Linked DNA regions of Zea mays: region 1 is linked to region 2. A link is a contact called in public Hi-C data. All regions are on one chromosome and are shown on one strand. Each heading gives the region's core, a stretch centred on a gene start, on an enhancer-like site or on the middle of the called end of the contact. The rest is flanking DNA. Distances are from core to core; before and after follow the strand shown. Region 1 holds the start of LOC100191498. Region 2 holds the start of LOC100274264 (malate dehydrogenase 2).

Evidence for each region. Hi-C and Micro-C count contacts between places; a contact is called where the count stands out from the background.
Region 1: a contact with region 2 is called in a Hi-C map of tassel, with 2.1 times the contacts expected there. The contact joins the promoter of LOC100191498 here to the promoter of LOC100274264 in region 2. A contact is called at or near these places in 4 of 25 Hi-C or Micro-C datasets (bundle sheath, ear, leaf and 1 more).

What each region holds. Positions count from the first base shown.
Region 1 is chr6:177,431,705-177,435,006 of Zm-B73-REFERENCE-NAM-5.0, forward strand. It overlaps LOC100191498, which reads left to right and starts at 1,594. Exons shown (of 11, transcript NM_001136930.1): 1 at 1,594-1,894; 2 at 2,702-3,101; 3 at 3,194-3,302. The coding sequence starts at 1,877. It overlaps LOC109940241 (a long non-coding RNA gene), which reads left to right. Exons shown (of 2, transcript XR_004850418.1): 2 at 1-385.
Region 2 is chr6:177,103,527-177,106,817 of Zm-B73-REFERENCE-NAM-5.0, forward strand. It overlaps LOC100274264 (malate dehydrogenase 2), which reads right to left and starts at 1,322. Exons shown (of 7, transcript NM_001148628.2): 1 at 998-1,322; 2 at 729-902; 3 at 104-272; 4 at 1-2. The coding sequence starts at 1,231. It overlaps LOC100193260 (GTP-binding nuclear protein Ran-A1), which reads right to left. Exons shown (of 8, transcript NM_001138409.1): 7 at 3,205-3,282; 8 at 2,756-3,089. The coding sequence ends at 3,020.

The DNA of each region.
Region 1 (3,302 bases), core at 344-2,843, 330 kb after region 2:
GGAAGCCGGTAGGCCCATTTGCTATGCACGGGATGACGAGAATGGGTGGTGCTGGCCTGCTGGGTATCACAAGAAAAATGACGAGGGGAGTTATCAGGCTCACAGGATGGAGCATGTCGTTACCCTGACATGGATCAGTCTAGATTTGTTTCATCCAAAGCAATACTGGATTTTTTTTTCTTGTTTCACTGTATACGCTGGAAAACTAGGACAGATTTTGACTGGGCGTAATTGGAATAACTGACCTAGTTAACTGCTACTGCCTCTTTCCTGAATTATAAGGTGTTCTAGAGGCGCATAGAAAGAGCTAAAAGCCTAAACATCTTATAATTTAGAACTCATGGCACTATTTACCTCCGGTTTAAATTCAAATACTGTTTTATTATATTAGAAGAATATTTTGTTGCATAAACTGAATTGCTTGCCATGGTAGGCGCGCTTACCCGTTTGCCCGTTTGCAAATTGCACTTTTGGGATAGGTAGCTAATCATAAATTATTTGATCATTTTCCTTTTATTGTACCAATGATCCTTGGTCCCAACTCCAAACCATGAATGCATAATGACTTGAAAGACATAAGACTATTTTCAGCAATTTATCTATATGGTCACTCAGCATTGTTTTGCACTATAGATTGCATTGTTCGCAAAGTAAATTTTAAATATGTATAAATGGTAAGTTGCTGGAGATAGCCTAACCATAAAAAAAATATGCAATAACGGAAATTGTAAACATGTAGGCAAGTAGTTAAGACAGCGAAATTGGATAGGTCAACAGATGTTTAAATAATAATTACGTGTATTAAATATAATTTAATTATAAAACTAATTACATAGACCAAGACTATAAAACTAATTATATAAAACTAATTACATAGATTAAGACTAAAAAACTAGATATGAAGACAAAAAATTTAAATCTAATTAAATCTATATTTAATATTAATAATTGACATTCAAATATTTGATACGAACTAAACTTCACGGGAATCAAACGCCCCTAGCTTCTCATCGAACCACGGAAAATACAGAATCTTCTAATCACGAGGACTCTTCACCGTTGGTCCTTTTTGCAGAGCCAGTTAGACGCCTAGAAATAAAGAATCGATTGTTAATTCGAGGCACCAAACGAGCTGTAAATGTTCCAAAATAACATTGTCAAAGGTAATTTATAATTTTTCTACCTTTATACTTTTGTCTTATTTATAAGATTTGCATGTTGATTTACACATTGCTGCGCCGACGTTTAGCCTTAAGGTCCGTGCTCGTGCTCCCCCACCCCCGTCCCACTAGGACCAGACCTGGGTCCTGGGCAGTTCTTTGGAAGCGCCAAGCCCCCGCAACCGGCACGAACCGCCACTTCCCCACACGCCCCCTCGCCCTCGTGTCACCACCACACCACCCGCGCGCCACGGCCTCGGCCTCGCTGCCCTGCCCTGCCCCGCCCTCCACACCGCGACGCGCTCCCCGCGGCAATCGGGCGTCCCCAGGAGCACGCACGTCCTTCCGCGGCCCGCGCGGCCGCGCCCAATGCCCAGGGCGCGCGGTTTATGGGCGGCCGCGCCCGGTCCTTCCTCCGCTGGCTCCGTCACCGCTCCCGCCGCGTCTCCTCCTCTTCCTCCTGCTCCTTCCACCTGACCTCCACCACCGCTAACAATAACGACAGCACCGACACAAGCGAAGACCTCCGTGCCCGCTCGCTCCCGCACCAGCACCGCGCCGGGGAGGAGAGGGAGGTTGAAGCAGAGGAGGAGCGGGAGGTCGGAGAAGAGATCGCCGCCGAGGGCCCCGAGCCCGCGTCCGAGGTGTGCATTGTCTTGGGGGATCCGGAGCCGGGTGCAGGACCGCGCGCACCGCTGCGCACCGAGCCGCCACGCATGGATCCGAGCAAAAAGGTGGGTCAACTCAACATCGTCCCCGACTCCCCGTGATCGCGCTCTCGGATCGCTTTCGACTTCCTTTGCTGTTCCCCATCCGCTTCTGACGTCATGTTTGGGTCCGTCCGCTGATGGTGACGGCGGCTGCTCACTGTACCCCTCGTGACCCGCCACTAGATTTCTAATGCTGGCGGTTGCCGTTCCAGGGAGTGGACGAGTGGTGCTGGGCAGGGCGAACGGAATTTCATCGAATGGTCTTGATTTTGCGCATTTCCTGTTGGATCTGCGTGCGCAGTTGGGTTCAAGTTCAAGATGGTGCGCGCAATGTGGTGGCATCAGAATGATGCTTCGATAACGGGGTTATGTTGGTGTGCTCTGAATTGTCGTACCACTCAACTGTTTGCGCTTTACGGAAACAATCGTACGACCTCTAGTACTGCCTTTTGGAAGATCTAGGTGGCTTCCATTGCCTTTTTATTGTCTCTGTCATTTAAAACTGAATAAATTTACTTCAACAGTAGTTTGGAAAATTGCAGTGTCCTTGTTTACTTTTTCATGAGGCACTGTTGTTTTCCAGCTTATTGTTGACTTGGGAACAATCACCTTCAATGTTTACAGTCAACCTAATTGCTTTTGTGTTACCCTCTAATGCAAACTAAATCCAAGGACCCCCAGAATGCCCTCGTGTAGCTAGGTTCTTGTCTGATTTGTGCATGTTGTGTTGCCTATTTCTTTTGAAGAGGGTGTGTTGTCTATTAGAATGTTCACAGTTGTGTTGTCTATTTTGACAGGCATCCTAAGTTGAACTCTCTTCCTCCCTTTCAGGAATCTGAATTCTTCACCGAGTATGGTGAGGCAAGCCGGTATCAGGTCAGTGAAGTCATTGGCAAAGGGAGCTATGGTGTTGTGGCTGCTGCCGTCGACACCCAGACTGGTGAGCGTGTGGCTATCAAGAAGATCGTTGATGTCTTTGATCACGTCTCCGATGCAACTCGCATCCTTAGGGAGATCAAGTTGCTCCGGTTGCTGCGTCACCCAGACTTAGTTGAGATCAAACACATTATGCTTCCTCCTTCGAGGAGGGAATTTAGGGATATCTATGTGATCTTTGAGTTGATGGAGTCGGATCTCCATCAAGTAATAAAAGCAAACGATGATCTCACAGCAGAGCATCACCAGTTCTTCTTGTACCAGCTGCTCCGTGGGATGAAGTACATCCATGCAGGTTGTTAGACTCCACATTGAGTGGACTTGTTAATGGTTTGTTACGTTACTTCTTGTGAGCTTCAGTTTCTATGCTTGTTCTTGGTTTTGCAGCAAGCGTCTTCCATCGGGATCTTAAGCCCAAGAATATTCTAGCCAATGCTGACTGCAAGCTGAAGATTTGTGATTTTGGCCTTGCCCGCGTTTCATTCAATGACACTCC
Region 2 (3,291 bases), core at 72-2,571:
CCCTGCAAAAGGGCACAGCAATAAGTCATGTCAAGGGAGATGAGAAGTTAATTCTGACCCATAATCTCAATGTCTACTGCCAACTAAAACATGATATTATTACCAGTAACTGGCACACCCGCTTTTCCAGCATAAAAAGTTTTAGCACGAACAACATCAAGAGTAGTCACACCAAACAGCTTCTTCTCATCATAAGTACCAGCCTTCTTGAAAACCTCCGCCGCAATCGGGACAGTGGAGTTGACAGGGTTGCTGATCATATTGACAAGAGCCTAAGAAGCATATAATCAACATGATCAGTGTGATGGAAGAAAATAAGCAAAAACAAAATGAAAACGTTCACTGGACATATATAAGGAACGAGAGCGTATATACGCTTAATATCATCTAACATCTCATATGCAAAGCACGTGGATGTTAACATATCTATATGAGCTCTAGAGCAAGTGAGTCCTCTTTACTTCAGGTGGCAATATCAAGGCATTGAGGCTGGCAAGGAGGACGGGGTAAATTCTGTATGTTTTGCGCAAACAGGGCCACTCCATTTCCTATCGGGTAGGTAGGTGTGCCACTTTACTAGTTTACTTCACCAGATCAGCACTGGACGTTAGATCTGCACAAGATCCAATCACCGGCCATTCCAATCGCCAAAAGTAGAATACCAAATCTAGCAACCAGACCTAGATGCCTAAGCTGCAGATCTACAAAGGCACGGGCGCGACGCTTACGTTGGGGCAGTGCTTGGCGATGGCAGTGCAGAGCCCCTTAACGATGCCGGCGTTGATGTTGAAGAGGTCGTCCCTAGTCATGCCGGGCTTCCTGGGCACCCCGGCTGGGATGATGACGACGTCGGAGCCCTCGAGCGCCTCCCCGAGCTGGTCGTCCCCCATGAACCCCTTCACCTGCAGGAGTCGAGCAGAAACCAGTGAGCTCGGATCCAGTCCAGTCCGTCCGAGCCAGGCCAGAGGATGAGAGGAGCGCGCCAAGCGGGGGGTACCAGGGCGGGGGAGTTGATGTGGGAGACGTCGGCCGCGACGCCGGGGGTCCCGGCGATATCATAGAGGGAGAGGGAGGAGACGAGCGGGTTGAGCTTCATGAGGAGGGAGAGCGGCTGCCCGATGCCGCCCGCAGCGCCCAGGATGGCCACCTTCCGCTCCGGGTTGGCCGAGGAGGCGTAGCCGCGGCTGCGGCGGAGGAGCTCGGCCGTGGACTTGAGCAGCGCCGGCCTCATCGCGACGGCGGGGTCGGGTCTCGCTGTGGATTGGTGGGTGAGCGGCGGCGGGCGGCGGCCTGGGCTGCTTTAATAGCGAGGGGTGGATGGGATCTGAGGGAAGTTGCTGGTGGCGCTGGCGGGTTGAGAGAGAAAAAAGGTGAGGGGCTGGCGTGTTGTCTCGACGTCTCCGCCCGTTCGACCGATCCACCGAGGTGATACTGTGTAAGTGCTCAGAGAAAATGACTCATGAAAATAAGTTTTAGGACATCTAAAAATATTAATAGAAGCAGATTTTTAATTTTTTTTCTTCAATAGATCCCTTAAAGTGATATATTATTTCTAGATAGTCCAAAAATACTATTTATAGCTACAAATAAGAGATTTTTAAGTGATATGAAAAAAATAGCACTTTAGGGGACGGTTGGAGAGACGTTTTTGTGTTTTTCTAAAAAAACTTATTTTATGGAAGACTTCTGAGGAGCTCTTAGAGATTCTCTTAGAGGATTAATTTGCACCAGTTTCAACGGTCGTTCTGTGTCATCTTTTTACAAAAAAAATACCTACATTTCTTACAAATCAACTCAACGTAAAATGTTAAAAAGCGATGCAGGAGTTGGGGTTGAACTCACACCTAATGAAAGAAGGGTGAGATACACTGGATGAAGTTGTTTATAACAAGTAGAACATCAGATGTTTAAAATATTAAATATAAATTGTACCGTGTAAGTTACTAGTATATCATTAAACTTTTTTTACTGATAACATTATCATTAAACTTCTTAGATTTAGAATACCCTATTTTATACTGTTTTTTACCGAATGACAACTAATTAACCCACATCTGTTCTGTGCTCTGCTGGGTGCTTGGTTGGCCGAGGTGGAAGGTGTCACTCGCCGACTCGCGCAAGTGCACAACGACTGTGTGTGAGCACGACGGAGCGGCGCGTAACGTCTCGCTCGCGCCGCCGCGGTTCAGCGGTCAAGTTCCCTTCGATTCTGTTGTGCTTCCCTTCTGCATGGAGATGGACTGTCAAACTCACAGCTGGGCTGAGCTGGTTTTTTGTGGGAAATCTACCGTGTCTAGTAGAAATAAATGTTTGTAACGTATGAAGTCGTTTTCTGGAAAAAAAATCACCACAGTTGCCTCACATGATAAGGCCTCTTTAGAACGTGTAATTTCATATGAAAATTCTAAAGAAAATAAACTGATTCCTGAGAAATTCGTACACGATTCCAATCAAGTCTAAAAGAAGACCTTGTGAGCAACGTACTGATTATTCTCTGGGAGCTACTAGCAATGTAAAATTTCATCGACTTCATCTTAAATCAAAATTTTCAGATAGACAACTTTCTTAGACTACTACGACCCAACTAGCTCAAATGTATATATCAATCTATACAGTCGAGAGCCATAACCAGACACCAAACACACGATGATACGAACTATACACTAAGCGCTAGTTTAGATACACTAAGCCCTAAACCTAAAAATACACCTGGAACGTGCACGAAAAAAAAAAGATAGAAGCATTTCTACATTGTACAGCTGACAATAGAACATTATATTAGCACTAAGAGGATTGCCACAACTTCATCTTAAAACAAGGTTTATGAACAAAGACATGTATAAAGTAGCCAGCAAATTCATGGCGACTATTCCAATCCATTTCCACACTCAAAAGTTGCAACAAGTCCAAGGAGAAAAAAATGATCCAGACAATGATAACTCAAGAGAGAGTCCACCCTAGAACAACTTAAATCGTGCAAGGCACAACTCCTGCTCAAGTCCAAGACTCATGATCCTTTCTACTCAATCAGATCATCATCGTCATCAGGAAGAGGTTGTGCAGCTGCTGCAGCAAGCTCAGCTTCATGCCTGAGTAAATGAAAAGTGAATCAGTTCTCGCAACATTTCAAATTGAGGAGACAGATTAAAAGGATAGTAGGACCATAATGATTATAAGTTGGATAAGACAAAAGGTGACACTCACTGCTGCTGCATAGCCATGTCGATGGTAACTTCCGGAGGCTTAAGAGCAACAGCTTCAACAAAGTGAAGGTTCGGATCACTGTTAAAA